2 separate regions of the Mus musculus genome follow, and region 1 is linked to region 2. Evidence: chromatin contacts called from public HiChIP or PLAC-seq data. All regions are on one chromosome and are shown on one strand. The core of a region is the stretch at or near the end of the contact, and the rest is flanking DNA. Distances in the headings are between cores, read along the strand shown. Region 1 overlaps Atmin (ATM interactor). Region 2 overlaps Cdyl2 (chromodomain protein, Y chromosome-like 2).

Evidence for each region. HiChIP or PLAC-seq counts read pairs in DNA pulled down with a chosen protein or histone mark.
Region 1: an H3K27ac HiChIP or PLAC-seq map of embryonic stem cells shows a contact between it and region 2, with 12 read pairs. The contact joins two enhancer-like sites. A contact is called at or near these places in 1 of 39 promoter capture datasets (embryonic stem cells), 2 of 484 Hi-C or Micro-C datasets (B cells and embryonic stem cells) and 3 of 115 datasets of contacts at active chromatin or transcription factors (embryonic stem cells and memory CD8 T cells).

Annotation. Positions count from the first base shown.
Region 1 is chr8:116,945,733-116,949,604 of GRCm38.p6, reverse strand. The region is part of intron 1 of Atmin (ATM interactor); the gene reads right to left. Among named protein-coding and RNA genes, the nearest start is that of Atmin, 4.3 kb to the right of the region's middle. Within about 2 kb of position 1,899, at least 9 of the 459 cell types and tissues checked have an H3K27ac peak or open chromatin away from gene starts, as enhancers often do. A contact at or near this core is called in embryonic stem cells, where this site is marked.
Region 2 is chr8:116,672,867-116,676,607 of GRCm38.p6, reverse strand. All of the region lies in intron 1 of Cdyl2 (chromodomain protein, Y chromosome-like 2), which reads left to right. Among named protein-coding and RNA genes, the nearest start is that of Cdyl2, 58 kb to the left of the region's middle. Within about 2 kb of position 2,452, at least 40 of the 459 cell types and tissues checked have an H3K27ac peak or open chromatin away from gene starts, as enhancers often do. A contact at or near this core is called in embryonic stem cells, where this site is marked.

The DNA of each region.
Region 1 (3,872 bases), core at 650-3,149, 270 kb before region 2:
TTTCCCCTGAGAAGAGGGCGTCAGATCTCATTACAGATGGTTGTGAGCCACCATGTGGTTGCTGGGATTTGAACGTAGGACCTTCGGAAGAGTAGTCAGTGCTATTAACTGTTGAGCCATCTCGCCAGCCCCAGAAAGCATTCTTAATCATGGAGCCATCTCTCCAGCTTCAGTCTTTATTGTTTTTGCTGTTTACTCTTTATTGTTACTGCTTTGTGGGGCCGTCTGAGCCATAGCCACAGCCCTGTATACTTTTGTTTTTTGCCAGAAGTCTTAATATCAATACCTGAGTCCCCTGTGAAGGTCTAACTCAGCGGTTCTCAGCCTTCCCGATGCTGCGACCTTTAATACATTTCTTCATGTGCTGGTGAACCTGACCATAAAATGACTTTGTTGGTAACTCTAACTTCGCTACTGTTATGAATGTATATATCTGTACTGTAACGTAAATATCTGTTATCCCTGCCCCCAAAGGGGCCACAACCCACAGGTTGAGGACCACTGGTCTAACTGACCACAGTTTTTGTTGAACATTGGCACTCACTATGTTATGACAACCAAAACTGTCTCTCATCACCGACCTCATTTCATTTACCAATTTACCATCTGTTTTAATGGAAAACAACTGAACCAACACATGCGTTCCCCATCCAGTATCATCAATGAGGGGAAAGACATAGGTATGTGTTCAACTGAAAGATGCTTCCCAACTCCTGAATTCACATGTCCACGATGGAGCGCCTTCTGTCTCCTTCATCAGGTCCCAAGCTGTTTAATGTGCCCCAAAATTGAACTGGCATCCTGCATATTTTGCCAGATATATAATTTTATTCTGGGGCTGGAGAGATGGCTCAGAGGTTAAGAACAAGGGCTGTTCTGCCAAAGGTGCCCTCTTCTTCTGTGTAAGTATACAAGAAGTCAGAACACTGTATATTTAATAAATAAATCTTTTTTAAAAATAAAGATAAAGCTTTATTCTGAAGTACTGTGTGTGCAGGCATGAGTTTTTGCATGCCACAAACAAGTAGGAGCCTGTGGAGGCCAGAAGCGGGTGTCAGATCATCTGGAACTAGTGTTGCGTGTGGTAGTGAGTATCTCTGTGGGTGCTGGGAACTGAACCCAGTCCACTGTAAAAGCTGTACTCGCTCCTAACCATTGAGCTATTTTTTAAATTAATATTTTAAAATTAAATTTAAAATGTTAAATTTTTGCCCCCAGATGGATATTGAATGTACCTTCAACCACGCCACTACCTTGTCCAGTCCATTTCCAGCAGCTCCCCGATGCCACCCATGGCCACACTTCAGGGCCCGAGACACTCAGGTCCCCAGCCTTCCTTGCATTCCTCTCATACCTAATGGAACTCAGACTGAAATGCCCTTTACAAAGTGCTGGGGACCAGAACTGACTCTGAGATTCAAATATTTGCATAGACTTTACTGGCTCAGTGTCTCTAGTTGGAAAACCCCAAACCCTCCTAAACCAGAGCTTTTCTTCAAGCTTCAGATTGGTGGCCAAAGAGTTCTGGATTTGGAGTATTTCAGGTGCTCAGCCTATAGTTTTAATTCCCCAGCCTTTTCATTTGTGTAACTGACTGGCTCTGAGTACTGTGAACCCAGGAAACGTTCCGGTAAGCCTGTGTTCTGTGCGCAGTGCTCAGGAGGCCCACCAGACCTGGAAGTGCAGTTTAAGTGGGGCTGAGATAACAGCAGTCATTCAAATGGATACTAAACCCCTCCACCCTGGCAGCCACCCACCACTACCCCACACTTCCCTTTTTTATCATAGGTGCCCACAGGGCTTTGGGGTTTCTTTTTATTGTTCTGAGACAGTGAGTTCAAAGGTCGGCTGGGGAGGGGAGAGAACTGCACACCACATGAGGCAGGAGAGTAGCATTCCCTCTGCTGTCCTCTGCAGGAGTCAAGGACACGCGCCAGTTGGGGACTCAGTGCTGCACTGTGTCTGTGGTTGGAACGAGGGTCCACTCTCTCACTCATTCCTTGGCTCTCCTACTGCTGTTGGCTCCTTTTGCTCATAGGATGCTCTACCCAGCCAACATTCCTCTCTCAGATGGAAATGTGGGAACATTTTATTAAAATAATATTATCATTACTAATATTAAAAGTAATAAATTTAGACGGGCAGTGGTGGCGCACACCTTTAATCCCAGCACTTGGGAGGCAGAGGCAGGCGGATTTCTGAGTTCGAGGCCAGCCTGGTCTACAAAGTGAGTTCCAGGACAACCAGGGCTATACAGACAAACCCTGTCTCCAAAAACCAAAAAAAAAAAAAAAAAAAAAAGTAATGAATTTAAATAACAATATTTAAATGTTTCAAGAATCTGCAGAAGAGAAGACGGTCCCCAAAACTAAGATGGTGGGGACCAAGGGTGTAGCTCAGGGTTAAGCACTTGCCAGCAGGAGTGAGTCCCCGGGTTCCATCTTTAGCACCACAGAACTAAGCCTCCAAAAAACAAGCCTGGAAAAGAGCCCCGGACAGAAGGAGGAGGGGCCGGGGAGGTGGCTTGGTGGTCAAGAGCATTTGCTGATCGTGCAGAGTTCGGTGTCTAGCACCCATGTGGCAGCTGGAAGCTCACATCCACCAGTAACTCCAGCTCCAGGGGACCCAGTGCTGGCTTCTGGCCTTGGTAAGCATCCATGCTTTTGACATGCACACACACACACACACACACACACACACACACAAATGAGAAAATAAAAATACTTTAAAGAGCAGAAAAGGGAGGGCAAAGGGTGTGTGGCTGAAGAGCAGAGTCAAGAAGACCATAAAGATGGTGGCAGAAGCTGCCTAGCACCTCACGGCCCTAGCCGAAAGCACCCGAGGAGCCCACTCTAAACCGGAAGTCAGTATTCGTCATAAGAGATGGTTTACGGAGCAGCTTGCCGCAACCTTTCTAAGTCGCTGGCCACATACCCCTGTCTGAAGCAGAACACAGGATCACTATGCTGGCGGGGCTTTGCTAACAGGTTCTGGAAGTGCCCCCCTGCGCCCTGCCTGCCCTGCTTTCAAATGCCTCTCCAGCAGCCAGGCAGCTCCTACTTCCTCCCACTCTTCCTCTGGATCATTTTAGCTCTCTCTCCACTGCATCATCGCTCTCTGCTGAGCCCACTGCAGGCGCGGCTGGCTGATGACATGTCCACACTTCCTTTCAGGGCGTGGGACATGGCCATTTATTTTGAGAAGCCGCATCAAACCAAAGGCGGCCTGCAATCCCTCGGCCTGATTGGCCGTGCTTCCGAAGGGCTTGAGTATTATCAGGCTGCGGGGTAGATTAGAACATAACGACCATACAACAACTGGTAGGGGAGAGAGACTATCACAGCCAGGGAAATAGAAACAAGGAACGCAATCAGAATCACTCAAGTAGCTGTAGCCAAGACAATGAGAATTCTCATTGAGTTGAAGAAACTCAGCTAATACGGGGCTGCAGAGATCAATCATGTTTCCCCAAACACTAGGGCCTTCTTTCTGGGGACCATGTGTCCTCATGACACTCTCTTCTTTCCTCATAATATTCTGAGGATAACACATGTCAAGAATTGAACTGAAAAGCCTCTGGGTAGCGGCTAGCGGCTAGCTTGAGGATGCACATAGCTGTGACTCTGAGGCCTTACCACAAAAGTATGGCTATGTCACACAGGCCCCTGCATTAGAAAAAAATAACAGACTCCCTTTCCATCAGACAACAGATGCTTAGGAGCTGTGGGGCCCTGAGGTTACCAAGGCAGAGGCTACAAGGAAGTGAGCTGCCGGACAGGGAAACAACAGCCATAGGAAACCCTGAGGCAGTTTAAATACTGCTAAACAAAGCTTCCAGAGACCAAGCAGGAATCTTCTCCCAACAGCCCGTC
Region 2 (3,741 bases), core at 1,203-3,702:
TTGTGGGTACATGCAACATGTGGTGGTTTAGAGCTTTTGTGTGTAGGCTGTTTTCGGAAGGCAAAATTACTCACTAAAAGATGGGACCACTTCAAAGACTCTGTCCTGGGCTTTGCCAAATTGCCCATCATAAATGTTGTAAGTGATTCAGGCACTGATGTCTATCTTCTTAGCATAGAGAGAGACAAGCACCTGTTGTCTTAATTCTTGCAGATTTGGGAAAAGTGCTGATTCAGTGTTTTCATTTTCCATACTTTTAACCCTGGTGAGCTGTAATAGATTTGTTTGTGTACTGGTTGTTTAATATTTATATTTTCTTCCCACAATTAATGCTCTCAAATGTCCTTTTTAGAGTGTTTCTGTTTCTCACCAAAGTGTGAAGTTCAATTAATTTATAGATAGTTTAAGTTGCAAGGATTTTTCTCACTTGTTTTTCAAAGCCAGATTATGATGTTTTGATATCTTGGAGATTTAAATTTTTATTTCATAACACCTTTTGAATTTTTCTGTAAGTTTAAAAAGTCCATAATCTGTGTGCAGCTTATTTGGTGTGTGCCTTTATTTATTTTACATTTAATTCTTGAGTTCTGGGCTCATACTCATAGATGGCAACACATCATAATTTCTTTTACTTATCTAGGTTTCCATACACTTTAATGAATATAGAATTTAAAATTATATATGTGTGTGTGTGTGTGTGTGTTTGTGTGTGTGTGTGTGTGTGTTTGTGTGTGTAGGGGTATATATATTTGCTTACTGCAAGGCATACACTATATATCTATAGGTATGTCTTTGTGCTTTTTATACAATTCCAGTTTCTCTTTGTGCTTACAGTAGAGCTACTTTTTATGGTAGTTTTCTGTAATAAATATTACTACAAGTCTAAATTCAGTTTTTTTTTAAACATATTTCCCCTGGGCTATTTCTGCTTCTTATTTACTTAAAATAAATTTGTGAAGTTTAAAAAATTCCAGATGGGAGTTTGATTAATAATCGCTCGAAGTTTGAAGTTGAGTTTGAGAAAATTAACATGTTTATAGTAATGAACTTCCCGTCCACAAATATAGAATCATCTCCATTTGGTATAAATGGCGTTTTAAAATATGTTGCCGTTTTGCACATTTCTTCGTTGAATCCTGCACTGCTTTTCCCCACTTTGGTTAAATTTCATTTCCAGGCATTTTATATTTTTTGCTGCTTCTCTAAATAGGGTATTTTTCCTACCATATTTTCTAAGCAGTTACTGCTGGTTGTTGATAAGGTTCTTTTTGTGGTTGTTATTTATTTATTTTTTTTGTTATTTTTTGGTAACCAGACAGATTTCTGAAGTTGCTTCTTTAATCTCTGTCTTTCTTAGTCTCTTAATAAACGAGATGTACAATTGGATAGTAAAGTCCTATTTTTGACTCTTTCATAGACATTAATTGATATAGTTATTTCCTTTTTCTCAGTTGCCCTGCTTAGAGGTTATAAGACAGTATTAAATGTCCTCCAGTCATGATGGTGGGGCTTCACAAACGGTATAGCCATGATGGGGAGGCAGGGCTTCTCCTTTGCCTCTCTCTGTCCCCCCAATTAGATGTTGACTCCCCACTCTCTACTCCTGCAGAAGGGAAAGCTACACAGTGGAGATGGACCTCTGGTGGACCATGGGCCATGAGATGGGCTTGTGGTGGGGAACAAGGGGGCCAGTGCAGCCTCCGGCTTTGTTACGTCTTGGTAGTGTCTGTCCCTCCATGGACCATAACTTAGGATGTCAGCCAGGATCCTTGTGAGCTTTGCTTCTGCCTAGTTCAGTCTATCTTGCCCTCCCTCCTCCTTCCTTCCCTCCCTCCCCCCCCCCCTTTCTTTTTTAAAGATATCCTTTCTTATGTCCCAGACTGACCTTCAACTTTGAATTCATTAAGTGGCTGGCGGTAAACCAAGAACTTCTGATCTTACGCCTCCACTTCCCCAACACTGGGATTATGGGTGTGCCCCATCAGACCAGGTTTAGGTGGTGCTAGGACTGGAATCTGGGACTTCCCTAATGCTAGCTCAACATCCTCCCAACCGAGTGACAGCCTCAGCTCTCACTGCTTGCCTTTTCCTAGATTTTCTGAGCACTTCATGAGCCTTCTCCTCACACGTCTTCCCTACCTCCTACACCATTTACCCCAGAAACCCACCCATGGGAGACCTGACAATGAAGGGAACTGCATCCTTGGATCCTGAAGGTCACTGTGTCTCCATTATGTCCCTGACTGCCTGGGCTGCCCTGCCCTGCCCTGCCCTGCCCTGCCCTGATGGCTGAGCCTAAATCTGCATTTCTGGTAACCGTATAGACAGAGGTCACAGGTGTGGGGCCGGGGTGAGGTGGGGCTCTTCTCTGTCAGAAGTCAGAGTTCTATGGCTCAGTGAGTCACTCTGCTCCCACCCCCTGAGCTCTGAGCTGGCTTGTTTCAGGGTTGGTGTGGGTGGCGGTGTGGCTGGCAGGTTGTGGGTGAGGCCAGCCCACCCCAGAAGGTAGTGATGAGCCGAGTGCTGCCACGAGCCTGCTAGCACCAGGCTATGCCTTGTACCTGTCCTGCAGGGACTCTGGCTCTTGCTCTCCGTTTTTTTTCCCTGTGAAATCATTTCCCTTCTCTCCCTTCAAGCCTTTGGATCCTTCCAGTCTGTCTATTTTAATTGTGATCAAGTTCACTGCAATTTGTCATCTTAAGCAATTTTAAGAGCAGAGCTAGAGGCAGGAAGAACGTTCACGGTGACGGATAGCTCTCACCTGTGGCCCATCCAGGTAGCTCTTTTCATGCAAAGTTGAGACTGTCAATGAAAATCATGCCCCATTCTCCTGCCTCAGCCCCTGGAAGTGATTGTTCTAGTCTCTGTCTAAGAATGTCACTACTCCAGACAGTTCATGGAAGTAGAATCCTGTAGGAGTCTGGAAACTGGCTTTCTTCCCTCAGGACACCGTCCTCAGGGTTCATTCACGCCACAAGTATCAGTACTTCCTCTCTTTGGAAGCGGAGTAACGCCCCGGATATGCACATTCACTATGCACATTCAAATTTCATTTGTTGCTTTGAGGAAAATGCTCTGATCACCTGGGGGTACTTGCTTAACAACCACATAAAAAAACAAAAACCAACCAACCAAACAAACAAACAAACAAAAAAAAAACCAAAAAACAACAAAGCTATTTTCCCAGCCTGCCAACTTTAACTTTTGAATAAACATTACTGTTATTTTTATTATTCGCATACCTACAATCACTGGACCAAAACATTCAACATAATTTCCCATTCAAAGGGGAATTAAATAGAGAGACTATCTTGTGTGTTGTATGGATACATCCACCTGTCAATTAAAAGCCTAGCTGACCTATGGCTTAGCCAGGAGGTAGAAGGTGGGATATCCGGGAGGAGAAAGAATTCTGGGATAGAGGCAGGCGAGGAGATTTCCTTCCTGGGGAGATGGGACAAGACAGATGCCCAGTACCTGAACACAGGTAACTAATCACGTAGCAGAATGCAGGTCAGAATAAATGGGTTATTTTAAGTTATATCAATTCAGGGAAGAGCCTAGCTCTATGGCCAGGGTGTCTGTAAATATATTGTGAGTCTGAGTCTTATTTCTGGGAGCATGGGGCTGGGAGGAAAATCCTGGCCTAACCTCAACATAAGCCAATGTGGATTTTTTTTTCCTTTTTGAAGTATTTATTTGTCTTATGTTTATTTGTGTGTTTTGGGGGAGTGGGACGTG